Regions from separate parts of the Sander lucioperca genome. Here region 2 is linked to region 1. A link is a contact called in public Hi-C data. All regions are on one chromosome and are shown on one strand. The core of a region is the stretch at or near the end of the contact, and the rest is flanking DNA. Distances in the headings are between cores, read along the strand shown. Region 1 holds the start of smg5 (protein SMG5). Region 2 holds the start of rbm8a (RNA-binding protein 8A).

Region 1 (4,169 bases), core at 794-3,293:
GACAAGATTATGTTACTGTACTTAGTCAAGTACATGCAGTGTTTCTCATTATCTCCTCTTTGAAGAAATCATTCTCTCTCGCTTGGTTCTTCTATTCTTCAATGCCAAAGAGGATAATATAATACTCAACAGTAATATGAACCTCACCTTGCACCAACGTGCCAAATTATCCCATTTGCAAGTGAAGTACAATATATAACTACGGCTCTTATCCTATTATGTCTTGGGGGAACTGATCACTTGTGGGTACCTCTGAATACAGGTGTAAAATGATACCAAAATATGTGCAATATAATCTGATCACTTGTGCCACCATTGTGTCAAGGATGCATATGCCCTAGTATTGTAGTGTAAATGCACATGCAACAAATACTTAATCTAACAATTATTTTCTTTATTAATTGATGTCAGAAAATAGTGAAAAATGGCCATTATAATTTCTCAGAGCCAAAGACGATGTTTCTAAATGTCTTATATGTCAGACCAACAGTGCAAAACCCAAAGATATTTTAATATACTATCGTATATGACAAAGAAAAGCAGCTAGAACTAGCAAACGTTTAACATCTTTAATTAAAAAAAACAGACCACAATGAAGGCCGATCTAGTCAACTTTTTAGAGTGCATGTTGGTTCCCAAGGCATTCACTGGGCGAAACAAGATACCATCTCCTCTGTCTCCCTGTCTGTGTGGCCACACGGTCCAGTAGTCTCTTTTTCACATTTACCTTTAACTTCCACTTTTTGAGGTTTTGGTTCATTGTATCCAGTATGAAAATAACAACTTGGATCCTGTTCACAGGTTGTATGACTAAGCATAAATTAGTACGTTTATCTTTTTTGTTTAGTCTTGCAGAGATCACAATTTCTCACAGATCAAATGGTAATACTGAAGCATAAGTGGTCAGATTTGATACATAAGACATGTTTCTAATGCTAATGGGTTAGGGTTAGCTAGGGTCAGCTAAATGAACTAGAGGTGAGCCACCGGTTTAAACAGGAACATTCATAATTATGTTCAGAACAACTGGCCAGATGTTTAAGTTACACTCCTGCCTCCTTCCACAAACATTGCTGAGACAGCTGGACATACTTGTTGCGAAGGCTGATGTTCTCCGGCTTGAAGACCTCTCTGTAGGATGCTTTGCTGGCGATGATGACATCCAGCTTGTGCACAGATTCCACCACAGCCCTGGGTAGCGTTGGGCAAGAGAAAGCATTAGTTAGTTAGCATAATGACAAGGTTAACGCTGTGATCTAAACAATACTGCGGGCTATCATGCTAGCAACCATCCTGTTTCATTTCTTTGTAATAAGCGCAGTAACGAAATGCAGCTTAATCATTTACCAAAGCTGCACAAAGCATGATGACTGCCCGGTCAGATTTATCTGATGATAGAGTTAACGTTACACTGGCTGAGAATGCGGGGATGTTGGGCTACTCATTGTCGTGACAGGTTACTGAATGGAGGAAAAGATGTACCCTTTCTTGTGGTAGCAAACATTGATTGGCTAGCTCTAAGTTAGCCAGCACAATAACGTTCAATTAGCACCTTGGTTAGCAACGCAAAACGGCCTTACAACTTACCTGTAAAGCCGCTTGATGAGAAGGACTTTCGCCTCTGGCTCACTGTCCTGCACCGGTCCACTCATATTAGTGCCTAATCAGTTATTTGATCACACGCTCCAGCGTTTGGTCACCGCTTCCTTCAGCCCTCCCGACACGCAGTTGTCAGGGCTACTCGGGTTTGTTCCCCGGCAGTGACAACCGTGTTGATAGCCAGCTAGCGCTAGCTATCAAGATAACGTTAGCTTTCCTCCCCTTCCCTCCGAGTCTCTTTCGTTTCTTGTGTCCTTTGGCAAGACCCCCTCTACCCATCCGTTCTGAAACCCGGGTAGGAGGGGGTGCCCTATAATTTAGGCTCTTCCTGGTCAGCTAAAACGCTCTGATGTGCCTCTTGTGTTGTTCCCTATTCCAGCCATTGCTACGAAGGCGGCCATTATTTCTATCAGGCAGCGACCGCCTGAATACCGCGAGAGTACAGAACACATTCACCAGATTAAATGAAGGGTTGCCAGGTTGTCTACAGATCCCTCACTTTCGAAAATCTTGATGAAAACATTTACTTTGCTAGTGGAAATTATGCATTGTTTTACTTAAAATACCAAAGTGCTCATTGTGCAGAATGAACAATTTCAGATTATGAATCACTGGATTATAATTATTGATGTATTAATGTGTACACAACATTAATGTTGCAGCTGTGAAAGATGGGACTAATTATAATTTCTTGATATTGCTGGGTAGCCTCGCCTATAATAATATATCATAATTTATTAGATGGTTTGTATTTGTATTAATAATCCAAATCTACAAAGTAACTACATCTGTCAAATAAATGTAGTGCAGTAAAATGTATAATATTTGCCTCCAAATCTACCATTTAGTGGAATACAAGTAGACTATAAAGTAACAGTTACTTCACCACTGCATGTTTGTCTGAAATCCAGTGGTGGAATGTAATAAGTACATTTACTCAAGCACTGTAGTTAGGTACAATTTTAAGGTACTTTTACTTTACTTGAGTATTTTGATTGTATGCTACTTTATACACTCTACTCCAGTATTTCATATACTCCACTACATTTCTCTGATAGCTGAAGTTGTTACTTAACAGATTGAGATTTTACAAACATATGATTAATTTATAAAATATGAGTGTGCTTAAGATTAAAAGATCCAAAAGTATATAAAATACTTAATAATTTGATACCTCTTAAAGGGACCATTTTGCCCAACAAGCACTTTTACTATAATACTTTCAGTATGCTTACATTTTGCCTGAATACTTTTATATTTTTATATATGTATATGCAAATTACATTACAGTTGTGTCACAAACAACATCAGTTCTCTTCAGTTCCCAATTTTCATCCATACGTCCATCATTTGCATCATTCCTTGTCTTTTTTCCTTACAAAGGAAGTTGATGAAAAAAACTGTTGCTACTGAAGACAGAATTATGTAGTTACAATAACCCTAACCCAAACACTTCTTTTAACCTAACCCTAACCTTAACCTTTCATAGCTAGCTAGCTGCTAACTTAAATGATGGCGCTTGCGCAATATGTCAGTTTTGTTCAGTAACTACATTTTTTTTTAAAGATTATTTTTGGGCTTTTTCTGCCTTTATTTTGACAGGACAGCTAGGTGAGAAATGGGAGAAGACATGCAGGAAATTGTCACAGGTCAGATTCGAACCCTGGATCTCTGCGTCAAGGCATAAACCTCTCCTCTCAGTATATGTGCGCCTGCTCTACCCACTGAGCCAACCCAGCCACTCGGTAACTAGGTTAATAGAAATGCAGTCCTAGGACTGCGTCTTCAAACTGCAGCTTACTCTATTGCAGGATGGCATAGTGACCATAGCCACTATAAACTCTGTTGTTGTAATTCCTCCTGCTACCAATAGAGGTCTATAAAGATCACACATCATTTTACATCCCCATAAATGCAATATTAAGGTGACAGAGAAATGGCATTTTGAGAGACACTTGCTTCCTAAATTTAACACATTTCCATGTATTTCCTGACTGTGGAAACAGGGTACTGGTATGGCAGATGATGATGGAGGGGATCACTGAAATATGTAAGTCAATGGGTAGAGTTAGGGAGAAAAATATAGTTCTATAAATATGCTTATTCACAGTGTAATGGTTTTGTTGGAATTATGTAATGTAATGCTGTTTTCCAGGAGGTAAAAGTGATGTAATTCTGATATAAATGCATACAAAATGAAAACCTTATTGGTCATTTCATTGTGACAATAATATTCTCCAGAGTTTAACCTGGCAGAATAATTACATGAATGTATTTGATGCTCGGGTCTGGAGCAGGTTAAGGTGGAACTCGCAGCTCTGTTTGTTGTTTTTACACAGCATGAACTGTCTATTGCTCCTCCAATGTGCAATTTGTGTGCTCTGTCCAAACTCAGAAGTTGCCAACCCACTAAGGAACTGCAGGCGATTAAGTGTAGGAGGATGAGGATAATTACAAGCTTGCTATAATCAGTCCAGTTCCCAGATCCTGCCTGCCATCCTCATTCTCAGCACCTTAGCTGGAGAGAGTGTGAGGAAAAAATCTGCTCTGCTCACCACAAGCTTGTAAGT
Region 2 (3,979 bases), core at 384-2,883, 130 kb before region 1:
TTAAACACTGCTGACTAGCCTAAGAAACTATATTTAAAAGCTGCAGTAGGAGATTACATAAACCATTGTAACCAACACAGTGGTAACTCACCTGAACCAAAGCCTCGTCCTTTCCTCTTCTTAGCTTTCTCCTTCAACTTGTGGATGCTCTCTGAGAAAGAAAGGTTGAACAAGTCAAAATCTATGCATGCTGCTTACTTGCCATTTCTCCACAAGGTCCAGACCACTGAAAACACTCACCTCTTCCTCTTCACTCTCTCTGCTGGACTGATTATATAGCTACCTCGTCGTACTGGTAATATGTTCTTTTTATATACTGTATTGTACTATTCTATATGATACCATATTACACTATATATTAATATTCTGTTATATTGATGCACTATACTCTATTATATACTGTTACATTGTTGTACTACATATTAGATTATATAATGTCAGTTTCTATAACACTACTGCACCTGAAACGATGTCACATTTCCCTCAACATTTCATAATTAACCATATTATATTTACTATGTCATTATGAAGTCAAATGTCCTTCAGCAAGACACTGAACCCCAAGTTGTTCCCCAGACGATATGTAGCTGCCCACTGCTCCTAATGCTAGGACGGGTTAAATGCTCTATATAGTTCAGTTTCTATGTTTCCATTATTTTCTATTTTTGTTTATGCAACGTTACCTCTAATTATTTATTCCTGTTACTTTCTATCTGTATTTATCTATGTTGTTTCTGTTGAAATGCTGCAACAACCGAAATCCCCGCTGGGGATGAATAAAGGTTAATCTTTTTTGTTCTGATCTCAGAGTTAGCAAACAAACTTAGCTAGCTAGTTAACTAAGTTACTACTTTTATGTAACGTTGCTTCAAACTCTGCGGATATATGTTCTGTAGTTAACGCTATAGTACAAAACATAAATTATGGATGTAAATACGTATAATCTAGCTAAGTTCTATGCAAAGTTATCAACCGATAACGTTAGCTTTAGAAGACTCAACTGGCTAATGTTGGCGTGCTAGCAGTGGTTAATAACAGTGTGATAAAGTGATATCTTAGAGCAATGTAGCTAAACCACGCTGTTAAGCTAGGAAACACATATCAAAAAAACTGTTTGGTAAAAAAATTGACCTTTATAGTTCGCAATTACCACGACCATGCTATCTTACAAAGACCTTTGAATGAACCACCAGTGCGTTGTTAGCTTCATATTAGCTTGTTAGCATTTTGGGGCCTGCTACCACGCAGTCAGAGTTCGTAGCATTTAGCTACAGCCACGACCATTTTAATGTAGACCTCAACGTTTACATATCATTTGAACGCCGGAGTTATGGAGCATCTGCCACCAGTGGTTGGGTTTAAATATTAATATTACCATCACCATCCTCATCCATAGGAAAGTCCTCGCCTCCCGCTTCATGAAGATCCAACACGTCCGCCATGATGTCTGTGTGTGTACGACTGCGGCGGCTGAACGACGCAACCAACGTGCGTACGCAAAAAGAGGCAACAGGTTGGCGGATGTTGCCAGGTTAGGTAAAAGTAAGTAACTCATCAGTAAATATTACTGTAAATCACATGTATCCTCTGTTTCAGTTTATTTGCTTACTAAACCCACAACATCACAGTCAATAGTCAACCTGAATACATCTGCAAGTCGCATTTTTTTCTTCTTCTTCCTAACAACCAGTTAGCCTTCACATTGTCTGGATTAGGCCTATTAATTGTTAACAATAACAAATAGGGCTGCTGGAAAGGCTTCTGTATTGTGCTAAAAAGCAAAAGTGGAATGTTACTAGTACATGTATTTATTATTTTTCACAATATTCCCCGGGTGGAAATTATGTTCACTTTATCACAACACATGAAACTAGGTTCACTTGTACAGTTTGGGGCTCTGTGAACATTTTTAGAAACGGAGACATCGCAAAAACTCTTCTGACGGCCATTTCACTTTCCGCCATAAGTGAATTATGTATTTTGTAACATATCTCCTGAACCAAACATGATGACATTAGGTGATGTGTAGGCCTACCACTTTGTTTTGATGGTTAAGGATTACAATGATGTTGAATGTATGATGCATTTCGGACTGGGCAATATCTCAATAAAGGCTATGCTATATGAGACTCGATATCGCCTCAAATTTTGGATATCGTAATATGACACAAATGTTGTAGCTTCCTGGTTTTAAAAGTTGCATTATAGTAAAGTGATGTAATTTTCTGAACTTACCAGACTGTTCTAGCTGTTCTATTATTTGCCTTTACCCACTCATTATATCCACATTACTGTTGATTATTTATCAAAAATCTCATAGCCAATAGTCAGCCTGATACATTATCGCCGCAATATCGACATTGATGTTGTTGGTCAAAAATATTGTGATGTTTGATTTTCTCCATATCGCCCAGCTTAAGTTGCATCCAATATGACATTAACAACTTAGCTTGTGCGAAACACTTATATGTTTGTTTTGTTGTTTTGTTTTTCCACAGTGTTATCAGACACTTAGAATATTAATATCTGAGCCTGTCAGTGTCAAAACGAGCACTTTTGTGAAGGTAAATACAAGCTGCCGACTGCAGCGATCTTGCTTAATACTGGACCAATGTCAAAGGTTGTTATTCACATCAGTCACTTAGACACAAAAACATAGGAAAATAGGGTCCATGTTGAAAAAAAATGGTAGTTAGCTTTTAAGGCAGTGAACGTCACAGATTTAAATGGGCAAAATTTGGTTCAAACACAGGGTGGCAGGGCTCCCTTTCTATTTAACAATTTCAGAAGACTGCTCTTACAATGCCATCTTGTGGCAAATGTCAGCAGGGCCACAGCTCAAAGCTTTACCAGAGGAATCTTCAGAGCTTTTATAGGGGAAAGGACCAATGGCCATTGCAATCCACAACCACATTATAAACAACAACATCGATTGATAGACAAATGAGAGAGATAGAGAGAGAGATTTGGCTTTATATTTCCCATACAAAAAAAATGATATAATTAATATAAATCCATCAAAATATTGTGTCAATGTTCATATAACTGTTTATTGTGTTTTGTATAATGCAATGGCAAGATTGTTATTGAAACTTTCATGCTAATAAAGCCCCTTTGAATTGAATTTAATTGAATTTAAGAGAGAGAGAGAGAGAGAGAGAGAGAGAGAGAGAGAGAGAGAGAGAGAGAGGGTTCACTAAAGTTCAACTGGCGTGAACTCTGTGTAGATAAGCATTAGTTAAAGATAACCCAACACCAAAGATAGCCATTTAAAATATGTTCTTTCTTATACAGTAAGTCTACAGTTTGATAGTCCTAAGTCTGGTATTTCAAGTAATTTGTTAAGTGTCACAAAAGCACAAAACTATAAAATAACAGGCCTAAAGTCAGGGTAGTGCATGCTAAGGACAGATAATAGCTGATCTGAACTTTAATCTCATGGATTTGGAACTAGCATGTAATGTCCACATCACCTCTGTACCAATATGTAGCTATACTAGTCCATAGTACCATCCACGATCTGACATGAATCCATTGCAGAACATTCATAATATCTCTCTAAATCAATATTCATTTGGAATGGACACTCAGATGTATTTATCCAGTTTAAATTCAGCATCTATCATTCAGTTATTTCTTTTTACCTAAATGCTCCTATCAAACCAAGCATGCTGGCTTTAGCCAGCTGAAGCTGTTGCAGCAACATTTTCATTGTTTGAATATGCTTTGGAAAGACAGAATCCAAGATGGCACACAAAGCCGTGTTAAGCACTTAATATAGTAAGTCAAATGATTGTAAGACAAGTAAGACCATTTACACATCTGCTAAAGAAATTACACTTTCTTTATTACCCCTTTATTCATTGTTCCCAAACAAGGGGGTGTGGTACAATCAATATAAGTTATAAGTAAGTAGATAAGTAGGTTGCCATATAGTGACGTAATTGCAGACACGACACACTTTCCTACAGCTGTTACA

What was found. A called contact is a pair of places that touch in the nucleus more often than the background predicts.
Region 2: a Hi-C map of muscle shows a contact between it and region 1, with 6 times the contacts expected there. The contact joins the promoter of rbm8a here to the promoter of smg5 in region 1. A contact is called at or near these places in 2 of 2 Hi-C or Micro-C datasets (liver and muscle).

The regions. Positions count from the first base shown.
Region 1 is chr10:13,819,665-13,823,833 of SLUC_FBN_1.2, reverse strand. smg5 (protein SMG5) reads right to left here and starts at 2,043. Exons shown (of 22, transcript XM_031279467.2): 1 at 1,588-2,043; 2 at 1,093-1,191. The coding sequence starts at 1,652.
Region 2 is chr10:13,950,588-13,954,566 of SLUC_FBN_1.2, reverse strand. It overlaps rbm8a (RNA-binding protein 8A), which reads right to left and starts at 1,633. Exons shown (of 6, transcript XM_031279564.2): 1 at 1,382-1,633; 2 at 92-151. The coding sequence starts at 1,442.